3 separate regions of the Sus scrofa genome follow, and all the other regions are linked to region 1. The links are chromatin contacts, called in public HiChIP or PLAC-seq maps. All regions are on one chromosome and are shown on one strand. Each heading gives the region's core, a stretch centred on a gene start, on an enhancer-like site or on the middle of the called end of the contact. The rest is flanking DNA. Distances are from core to core; before and after follow the strand shown.

The links. HiChIP or PLAC-seq counts read pairs in DNA pulled down with a chosen protein or histone mark.
Region 2: a contact with region 1 is called in an H3K27ac HiChIP or PLAC-seq map of alveolar macrophages. The contact joins the promoter of MLF2 here to the promoter of ZNF384 in region 1. A contact is called at or near these places in 2 of 47 Hi-C or Micro-C datasets (heart right ventricle and skeletal muscle) and 2 of 2 datasets of contacts at active chromatin or transcription factors (alveolar macrophages and skeletal muscle).
Region 3: an H3K27ac HiChIP or PLAC-seq map of alveolar macrophages shows a contact between it and region 1. The contact joins the promoter of LPAR5 here to the promoter of ZNF384 in region 1. A contact is called at or near these places in 1 of 5 promoter capture datasets (fetal skeletal muscle), 4 of 47 Hi-C or Micro-C datasets (blood, liver and subcutaneous adipose tissue) and 1 of 2 datasets of contacts at active chromatin or transcription factors (alveolar macrophages).

Annotation. Positions count from the first base shown.
Region 1 is chr5:64,001,831-64,005,058 of Sscrofa11.1, reverse strand. It overlaps ZNF384 (zinc finger protein 384), which reads right to left and starts at 1,591. Exons shown (of 12, transcript XM_021092415.1): 1 at 1,373-1,591; 2 at 445-504. It overlaps LOC102163385 (a long non-coding RNA gene), which reads left to right and starts at 1,630. Exons shown (of 2, transcript XR_297164.3): 1 at 1,630-1,972; 2 at 2,184-3,082.
Region 2 is chr5:63,949,900-63,953,127 of Sscrofa11.1, reverse strand. MLF2 (myeloid leukemia factor 2) reads right to left here and starts at 1,468. Exons shown (of 9, transcript XM_003481695.4): 1 at 1,253-1,468; 2 at 596-673; 3 at 246-372; 4 at 1-34. The coding sequence starts at 645.
Region 3 is chr5:64,047,860-64,051,087 of Sscrofa11.1, reverse strand. It overlaps LPAR5 (lysophosphatidic acid receptor 5), which reads right to left and starts at 1,618. Exons shown (of 2, transcript XM_005652601.3): 1 at 1,198-1,618.

The DNA.
Region 1 (3,228 bases), core at 342-2,841:
GAGGTCCACTCCAAACACTGTGCTGCAATATTAAGGATGCAAACTCCACTCTAAAGTCAGCTCTGCTTGTTCCTAACAGAGGAAAGCAATTTCATAAGCTATGCCAAAAGGACTATACTAGCAACTAGGGCCCATGTGTCCCTAAAGCAGAATGAATTTCTCTTTTGGGCACAGTGCAACACTGCTTAGTGATTTCATGCAAGCATTTCACAATTCAATCTTGATGAGGACTGGTGGCAATGGAAGGTGATGGGGTACAGTGCCAACTTTTTGCACAAAATTTCCTGGGTATCCTCAAGAGATAATGAGAGGCTTCTCCCACAGCAAACACCAAGATTACAATTGCTATTATGTGAAGGATTCTGTCACATTGTCCCCAAAACGTCCCTTTATGATCCCTTCTCCCCCCGTACCGAAAAAGCCATTAACCCCCAATTGTCTTACCCTCTCTCTCTCTTCCTCCTGTCGTCTTATTCCTTCTCCTTTCCAGGGCTCCTGAACTTTCTGTAAACAAATTGTCTGGGTTACAGGGGCCGGTAAGGGTGCAGCCACCGGAGAACTGGAGAACCTCAGGAATTCTTTGACTGTCAGCACTCAGTCTGGAAGGCAGGCCGACCCCCAACCAACAATCCAAAGATGCAAGGATATAATAACAGGAGTGTAGTGCCACCCCTATGTGGATACAAGGCAAAGAAGTTCAATTCCCATCAACTAAGATGAACTCTATCACCAGTGTGAGGGTTCCACTTGGGCTCAGACACTGGTTCTTCTTGGTTTCCCAGGGCCGCAGGTAGTCGGGGGTGAGAGAACAGAGAGTTGGAAGAAGAGAAGGGTCCCTGCCTCCTGAGGATTGGCTCAGAAAGCAAAGCTGAGGACTAAGGGGGATGCACAAGCCCTTGTGTCAGGCACAGTGCCAGTTTAGGCCCAGCCGCTTCCTCTGGCCTCCCCCCCACTTCTGCGAGGACTTCGCCCCTGCCTACCCAAGGCCCTACGCCAAGAAGTACCTCCCTCAGCCTGCACAGTGGTCTAGCTATTGGAGACCCCGGCTGATCCCCAAACACCTTCGCTGCCCTGAGACAGCCCTTGGGCGCCTTCTCCTGATGTCGCCCTCCACCCTTTCCTCAAATACCCTTCTTTGGGACGCCTCTCCTTCCCCTCCAGGGAGCTGAACTCTGCCACCCACCAGACAGACACCCGCCCCCTAAGCCCCCCCATTCCTCCCCATCGCCCGCTCCTCCACAACCACTTCCGGTTCCGGGACGGACACACGTACAGTCCCATCGAGGACCCCCCTTCTCCGCCCCCCAAGGAAAAGGGGAGGGGGAGGAGCAGAGAGCTCGGCGCGCGCCGGCTGCAGCGGCGCGAGACTCACCCGGCGGCGACGGCTGCGGCGGCGCCAGAGCGCGGGAGGGGCGGCGTTTGCTGGGAAAGGAGGGAGCCGAGTATGGTGGGAGGACCCGGAGGGGGCGAGGGGAGGGGGGAGAGCGCGAGGCGAGCGCGCGGGCACGCACTTTAGGCGCGAGACAGACCCACACACTCACACGCACGGAACGCGCGCGAGACACCCGCAGGGCGGGGGCGCGAGGCAGTGGGTGGCCCCCTCCCGCCCTCCCTCCCCTAACACTCACCCGGAAGTGGTGCTGCAGCTTGTGCTCCCGAGAACCCCGATTCCTCCACGCCCCCTCCCTCCCTCCCTCCCCCCACTGGCTCGGAGTTGAGCCGAGGCTGAGAGAAGGCGGGAGCGCCGGAAACGAAAAGGGGGGAGGGAGGGAAATAGCTATGTAGGGGGGGCCACAATGGGGAAAGGGGGAAATGCAAAGGTCGAGTCACTTCCGGGAGCGGCAAGAGCACATCCGGCGCGGCTCGCGCTCCAGGGTATTCAGGGCGGACGTTACGACAAATAGGGGCGGAAGTGGCTTCTGCCCAGGGACGCAGGACCCGCCAGGGATGTGACGCCACAGCGGAAGTGAAGGTGGGTTCCTCTAAGGGCAGGAGTTGAACTGCGGTCCCGGGCTTCCGGAAGGGACTTCTGGGGGAGTGGGAGGGTGGGAAGGCGACAGGTTCATGAATTATGCATCAAGGTACGTGGGGAGGTTTGGATTCTTAAAAGGCCGGTCGTGGTTCTCTTCCCCCAGGGGGCGACAGGCTGATATAGGGAGTTATCTACCATTCTTATTTCTTAGGTGTGCTCTTGAATGTCTCAATACTGTGAATACACGGAGAGGGATAAGGGTGTGTCGGCTTTCTGAGATCCCTACTTTGGCCCAAGGAGTAACTAATAACCTTTCCCAGCCATCAGAGTCCGCCCCGTCTCTGACCACACCCGTTACTCCCCTTTTCTTTGGTCTCTAAACTCCACTGGCCGTCGTCCACAGCTCTATCTCCTCCCCTGGCTTTACTTTTAAATATATCACTCACCTCTACCTGGTACATTGTTTGCTGTCCTCCTTTTCCTTCTGGAATGTCGGCTCCATGAGGACAAGGACTGTGAATTGTTCACTGCCCTATCCTCAGAGCTGGGCGCTTAACCGTCGGTAAACGTTTATTATATCAACTATCAACGAACAGTTACAATGAAATCTTTCAGGAAGCCTTCCTCGATTGCTCCAACCCGTAACGATCCTGTCCTCTGAATTCCCACAGCATTCGGTCCCTACCTTTTGTTGCTGTTTTGACTATTTCGTGTATGTGATCTTCAGCGAAATTGTCAGCAACTCAGGGGAGAAACTGTCTCATACATGGTACCTTCCCACTGCTTTGCTAATCACACAGTAAATGCTGAATAAATATATGCCATTTAAGCAAATAAATGCTCCCACTAGCCTGCCCCGGATCTGACTAGAATCCCTCTGGGCTTGGCTCTATTTTGAGTGAAACAGAATTGAAGTGCCTCCTATTAACAGTAATATTTCCTTGCTTAGAGATTAAAATAACCGTGATAGGAATAATTGTAATGCCAAATCTTACAGATAATGAACATAAGACTCTGAAGACTTCAGTGAATTTTCCCAAAATCACAGCGCAGAAGTAGCAAAAGATACCTAAAAATAAACATTTCAATTAAATGTTTAAATGGAGGATATGTATTGTGGGCTTGTAAGTGTATCTTTTTAAAGATGTCTGCTCTCTCTACCACATTTTGGGACTCTGTACTCAGTCTGTGTCAACCCAGTAGCCACAAGTGGCAGGATAAAGGTCTGAAGGGCACAGGTGTGACAAGACCCAGGT
Region 2 (3,228 bases), core at 219-2,718, 52 kb after region 1:
TTCCCAGCATCCCAAAGGGAGAGACGGCCCCAGGCTACAGGAACACATAAGGAACAAGAATGAGAGACCACTTCCTAGCTCATTACTGTCCCAAACCAAGCCCTCAACAGGGGATCACAAAACCTGTTTTCCAGACCCCTCTGCCCACTTGCTAAGCCGGCCATTGTGCAAGAAAAATCAAGCACTTTGATACAACCACCCTCCAACCTTTCTTCTGGTCTCAGGTCTGTTGCACCACCATTTACCTGCATCCTGCGGCTGGCAGGCCTGGTCCCTGGCATGCTGCCATCTGTGATGCTGAGGAAGGGGCTGTATCCAAAGCCACCCGACAACATCCGGTTCATGTGCTGACGGTGAATGGCAAAGGGGTCCCTGTGCATGGGGTGTATACCGTGTGGGCTTAGAAAGGCCAGCAGTCAACGCCTCCCCGCCCCCGCCAAGAAAACAGCCTTAGGGAACCAGGAGCACAGACTTCCCCTCAAAGTCTGAGCTGGGGCTGAGCAGCAACGGGAGGCCCTGAGTCCATCTGAACTACTCGGAGACCTGATGTGGAGCGGATGCGTGCTCTAGCGCGTGAGGGGGCGGGGATACTCACATCAAGAACATGGGGTCCTCAGGCTCCACGTCCCTCATGAAGCGGAACATCCTGATTTTAGCTCCAGGGGGCTCCACACTGTGAAGATGTGGAGGCTCAGATTTTGGAGGCGGCCAGGCTTTTTTGCACATCCGCTCAGGGCAGGGACTCGCAGAGCACTGTCCCTTCCAAATACTGTAACTGACCTCCCCCCGCCCCCAACTCCACTTGAGACCCTTCTCCAGGTGTTCAACATCACCCTCTAGGGAGAGAAGAGCTTTTCGAACCTCTCTCTGAAAAAGGACCATGGAAAAATTTTCCAAGCCTGTTTTCTGCCTCCCCCACTCATAGTCATCCTCTTCCCAAAGCCCTGGCCAGAAGCATACTCCCCCTCCCCGACGCCACCGTGCCGGAGGCGAATCCCAAGTGCCGGCCCAATAATGACCCCAACCACCCCGCCCCCTCCTCACACCCGGCCGCCGCCAGGCCTCCCCCGGACGGGCCTCACCGTCCTCGCCACGCCTGTCGGCGGCTTCCCCGGCCCCTGCCTCCCCGCCGGGCGAGTAGGAGAGGCGGGCCTGACCCGCTTCCCTCCCCGCATCCCAAGCTCCCGGACCCTCTGCAGCTCAGCGGGCCGTTCCCGCCCCGGACCGGCTGCCCGCTCCGCTCGCGCCTCACCGGTCCCCGATCCGGGCTCAGCGGCCCATCCGGCCGGTCTTGCCTCTCGGGGCGCGGCAGGATCGGGGCTTGCGGCCCGGGACGCGGGATTGGTCCAGGCGTGAGTCCTCGGCCTCCGCGCCGCCTCCTCGCTCAGCTGCCACCTCCTTGCCCCCCCTCGGCCCAAGGATCCCGAACCGCGGCCAGGCCCGGACGGAAGTGACGTCACGATGGGACAGCCCATCCCGGGGCCGAGCCCGCGGAGCTCCGCCCATCAGCGGGCGTGGGCGCCGACGAGGCCGGCTCCCTGGCCGCGGAGTCCTTCTGGGACGAGGGGAGGGGAGACCTCGTTAGTAACCTGGATTTGGGTCCTGTGGACCGGAGGAGGCTCCCTGTTAGTATGTGGAAGAGGAGCAGGGCAGTCCATCCCCCGGGAGGGGAGGAAGAGGACGGGGGCAGATTCCCAGGGGATAGGATGGGCTCCCCGACGAGGTGGGGCGGATCCCCGGGGGAGCATTAAGCAGATTTCTACCGGGGAAGCGATCAACCCGAGAGGGCGGAAGGGCGGCAATTCTGCGGGGGAGGCGCTAGGGCCAGTCGCCCGCAGGAGGAGGTGCGATCCAGGCAGGGGCGGGGTCCCCGGAGTGACGTAGGAGAGGAGGTGACGGTTCCGCCCAGGTTGTCTTCTGGCTTCGAGAACTCAGTTAGGGCAAAGAGATTCCAGTTTGAGGGGCTGGCCGCCAGATGGCGCTCTTCGGCCAGACTGGAACTGCAGCCCATTGGGAACTAGCATTTGAGAGACTCCCGGACCCCACCTCAGTTACCCTGCTGTGAGGGGTCAGACTGGGGAGAGGTCCTAGTTCTGACATCTTTTCGTTTAATGCTACTCTCCCCTTCCTTTTCTCTGACTCCTGTGTCCTCAAGAGCTCCCAGTCCACACTGATCTTTCTTGCCTCTAGTCAGGAAGGTAGGTAGGTCAAGGGTCTAATGTTTTGGAGAGGAGGTGGAGAGCTCCATTAACCCAGATCACCCAGGGGCGGGGTTGGAAAACAGGTCAGGAGACCGACTCTAAGGCCAAAGACTGACACTTTGACACACTAAATGCCTTGCATAAAATCTGGCCCAGCTGGAGAGAAGGGCCCTCCCCCTGGGTGTCAGGATTTGGACTGTCCAGGGTGGACTTTAGACCAGGCTCATCCAAATTCCAGATCTTTTGGTTCTTTACACTGACTGCTGGCTCTGTTCGTGCTTCACAGGGCCTGACAGTGAGAGAGACTTGTTCCCAACCCCAACGCTTCCTTGGGGAAGAGGGGGAAGGTCCCTGGTCACTCAGGAAGAGATAGTGGGAGTGGGGTTTCTCAGGTTTCTTTGGACTTGATCGTTATTAAAGAGGGAAAAAAAGCAGTAACGGAGACATAGGGGGAACGGAGACAGAGAACCTAGAAGCTGGCAAAGCCAAAGAGAAAGACAGAATAAAAGAAAATGTGTTTTCCATTGATATTTCTGGGGAAGAGACTTAGCAGAATCTTTTATCTTCCAGATGCCCTATCTCTGGACATTCTGCCACACGAGTGCCCCTCTTCCTCTTGCCCCCAAACTAGAGCAGTTTGACATGTGATCAAAAGTTGTCCCAGTGACAGTACTGCAGCCCAGACTTAACTAAGTGTGGTCCTCACCTTCCAGCCTCTTCCATTTCATTTCATCATGTCCAGCCTTCAGCGGAATTGGATAAGAGGCAGCTCAGCTTCTAGCCTTCTCCTTTCATCTTTTTCCATTATCCGGTATCCTCTACCTACTGCCTTTGGGTGCCTAGAGCTCTTTCTCTTCTTCTTTCCCAAACTTAAGAATCTGATATCAGTCATTTTTATCTTTTCATGATTTTATTTATTTATTTTTTGGCTGCCCTGGGGCATACGGAGTTCCCAGGCCAGGGATCAGATCCCAGCCACAGATGTGACCTAAGCCGCAGCTGCTTAAACCACTGTGCCGGGCTGGGG
Region 3 (3,228 bases), core at 369-2,868, 46 kb before region 1:
ATCCCTGGCCTTGCTCAGTGGGTTAAGGATCTAGCATTGCTGTGACCTATGGTGTGGGTCGCAGATGCACATCGGTCCTGAGTTGCTATGCCTGTGGTGTAGGCCAGCAGCTATAGCTCTGATTGGACCCCTAGCCTGGGAACCTCCATATGTGTTGGGTGTGGCCCTAAAAGACAGGAAAAAAAAAAAAAGACCTAAGAGGGTTCAGCCCTCCATAGCCTTGGGTGGTTCTCGCCTCCACAGGAGCCTTTGGCCTCGTGGACCTCGCCCTGACCTCAGGCAGCACTCAAGTCTCTGCTTTCCCCTTCCTGTGGGCACAGGTATCAGAGGCCGAAAGAGCTGGGTTCTAGGGTCCCTCAGTTGCCAGGAAGTGAGGCTCATGGGTTGAGTAGGTTTCTGCCTCCCGTTTAATCCTTGCCTCCATCTTCCCTTCTGCTACGACCTTCGCTCACCCTGAAGCGACAGGCGACACAACCCCTTCCGTCAGGGAGGCCCCCGTGAACATAAGGACTCGGTGGGCAGCTGCCTCATGGTTGGGACACAGAGGGACCAGAAGGCCTTGCCCGCTCTCAAATATCTCCCCCAACCCATGCTCAGTATCTGAAATTTTATCCACTTCGGGACCCTCACAGGCCACATTCCCGCAGAACTGTAGGGACCCTGGACACAGTTCATCTAATCCTCCGATAAAGACAATGCCCTGGGTTAAGGCAGCGTCTGTCCAAGACACCACTGAAGCACACTGGTTACATTGGAAGGATCCCCGTAAGGGCACAGCTGAGCCTTGACCCTGCTGATGGGGTTTCATCAGATGAGTTCATTGTCACCGGCAAAGGCCCGGCCCTGGGGCGAGTGGGTTTTAGGGCTTGCGTTGTCTAAGAGTAGGAAAGGGCTGGCAACCAGCCCCAGAGGGCCTTCCTCGGTGGCCCTGGGATTGGGGTTCAGCTTGACAGTGGGGACCTGACCGGTGAAGGGGAGGACACAGCCTCGGGGACAGCCAGGGTGGGGCTTCAAGATCTAGGGCAATCCTCTGTCCCCTGTCTGTGGGCCCAAGCCTGTCCCTTTGGGCTTTTGACTGAAACATTTTCCCAGGGCCCACAGCCTACTTTCACCTCCACCCCCCCCCACCCATGTCCTATTTCTAAAGGAGAGGGGCTGCCCCTGGGGGGCTCCCCCCAACCTGTGATGCCCCCATACCTGTGCTCGCTGAGGCTCCGCCGCTGCCTTGAGCTGGCTTCCGCTGCTGCCTGTTCTGGGCTGGGCTGGGCTGGTAGGACCTGCTCCAGGCAGGCGGACACACCCACCTCCGCAGCTGTCAGCAGATCCCAGCTCCCTGCACTCGCCCAACCCTGCGTGGGGCAGGGAGACAGAGGAGGAAGCACTGCCCTCAGTGGTCCACAGACAGGTCAGAGGAGAAGAATCCCCAGCGGATAAAGGCACTTCATCTGGCCCCAACCATCGCTGACTGCTGACTGTCCCCTCATGGCTCACACATTTCCCACAGTTTCCGGTGAGCCTAACTGGCACACCCACCCAGTGATGCCAGATGACTAACCCACCAGCCTTTTGTTCTCATCAGTTCCTCCTGGCTGTCTGTCTCTCTGTTGGGTTCCTGCAGGTGGTTTCACTCTTGCCACATGTAGCTTCTATCTGTGTGTATGTGTGTGTGTGTGGGGGGGAACCAGGGCTCAGATGACAGCCTCTGGTCTCTGTACCCCGGGCTGAGCCCCTTGTTTTCTACATCAGTAGGACCGGGCATGGTGTTTGCAGTCAGTACTCAAAAACAAGCGGCAGGTGAAAAAGGACACTGTGGTCGAATGAGAATGGAGAGACTAAGTGGAAAAGGTTTCTCTGTTACAGAGCTTCTCAGAGGTTTCAACATCCCATTAAAAGGCCAATGGCATGTTGATAATCAAAGCTGATAAAGGGTAGATGGAGATGCTTGACACTGTTCTTTGTGCTATATTCTACATATTGAGCTTCTCCATAATGTTTTCTCTTTTTTGTCTTTTTAAGATCGTACTCACGGCATATGGAGGTTCCCAGGCTAGGAGCTGAATCGGAGCTACAGCTGCCAGCCTAAGGCACAGCCACAGCAACGTTGGATCCGAGCCACATCTGCAACCTACACCACAGCTCATGGCAAAACTGGATCCTTAACCCACTGAGCAAGGCCAGGGATCGAACCCACGTCCTCATGGATACTAGTCGGGTTCTTTAACCACTGAGCCACGACAGGAACTCTGTAATGTTTTCTTCTAAATGCTGTGCAGTTTCCCTCATATGTGTGTATCCAGAACATGTTTTGGGGGATCCCAGATTATTAAAGGCTGATGCTGGAGTCACAGCTCCAAGCATGTCATTAAGATGCAGTTCCTGGAGTTCCCGTCGTGGCGCAGTGGTTAACGAATCCGACTAGGAACCATGAGGTTGCGGGTTCGGTCCCTGCCCTTGCTCAGTGGGTTAACGATCCGGCGTTGCCGTGAGCTGTGGTGTAGGTTGCAGACGCGGCTCGGATCCCGCTTTGCTGTGGCTCTGGCGTAGGCCGGTGGCTACAGCTCCGATTCAACCCCTAGCCTGGGAACCTCCATATGCCGCGGGAGCGGCCCAAGAAATAGCAACAACAACAACAACAACAAAGACAAAAAAAAAAAAAAAAGATGCAGTTCCTCAAGGACCCAGCGTTGTCACTGCTGTGGTTCTGGTGGCTGCTGTGGCACAGGTTCAATTCCTGGCCCAGGAACTTTGTACATGTGTGGCTGAAAAACAAACAAAAGGTGCAGCTCCTCCCCACTTCACCGTTTTCAGACCATCAGACCTCTCACTTGATATCAGAGCAGGGGTTTCCTGAGCTCAACCACAGTTCTTTCCTCCCTCCTAAAAAGCTCAAGTTCGGCCCTACTGCCCTGCAGTTGGCCCACTAGACACGACCTCATTCAGATCATCCTCAGAGAGACAGTCCTACACTCACATCCGAGATCTTGGGATCAGGGCTTCAGAAATGAAGACACACACGCCCTTCGGCCCACAGGCTCCCCAAGACACTGGCTGTGACCTTCATTCCACCCCCCTGGCTTCTCAGGGCTTCTCCTCCTAACGGAGGGCTTGCTGCCCTGGGTACTACCCCTTTGATTCTCTTTCCTGCAGATGGATCCATAACTCCCAGGGGTTGGAGAGCTGACGCTGTGGGGCAGGGGGACAGGGCTGAGGATGGGATCATAACCCAAA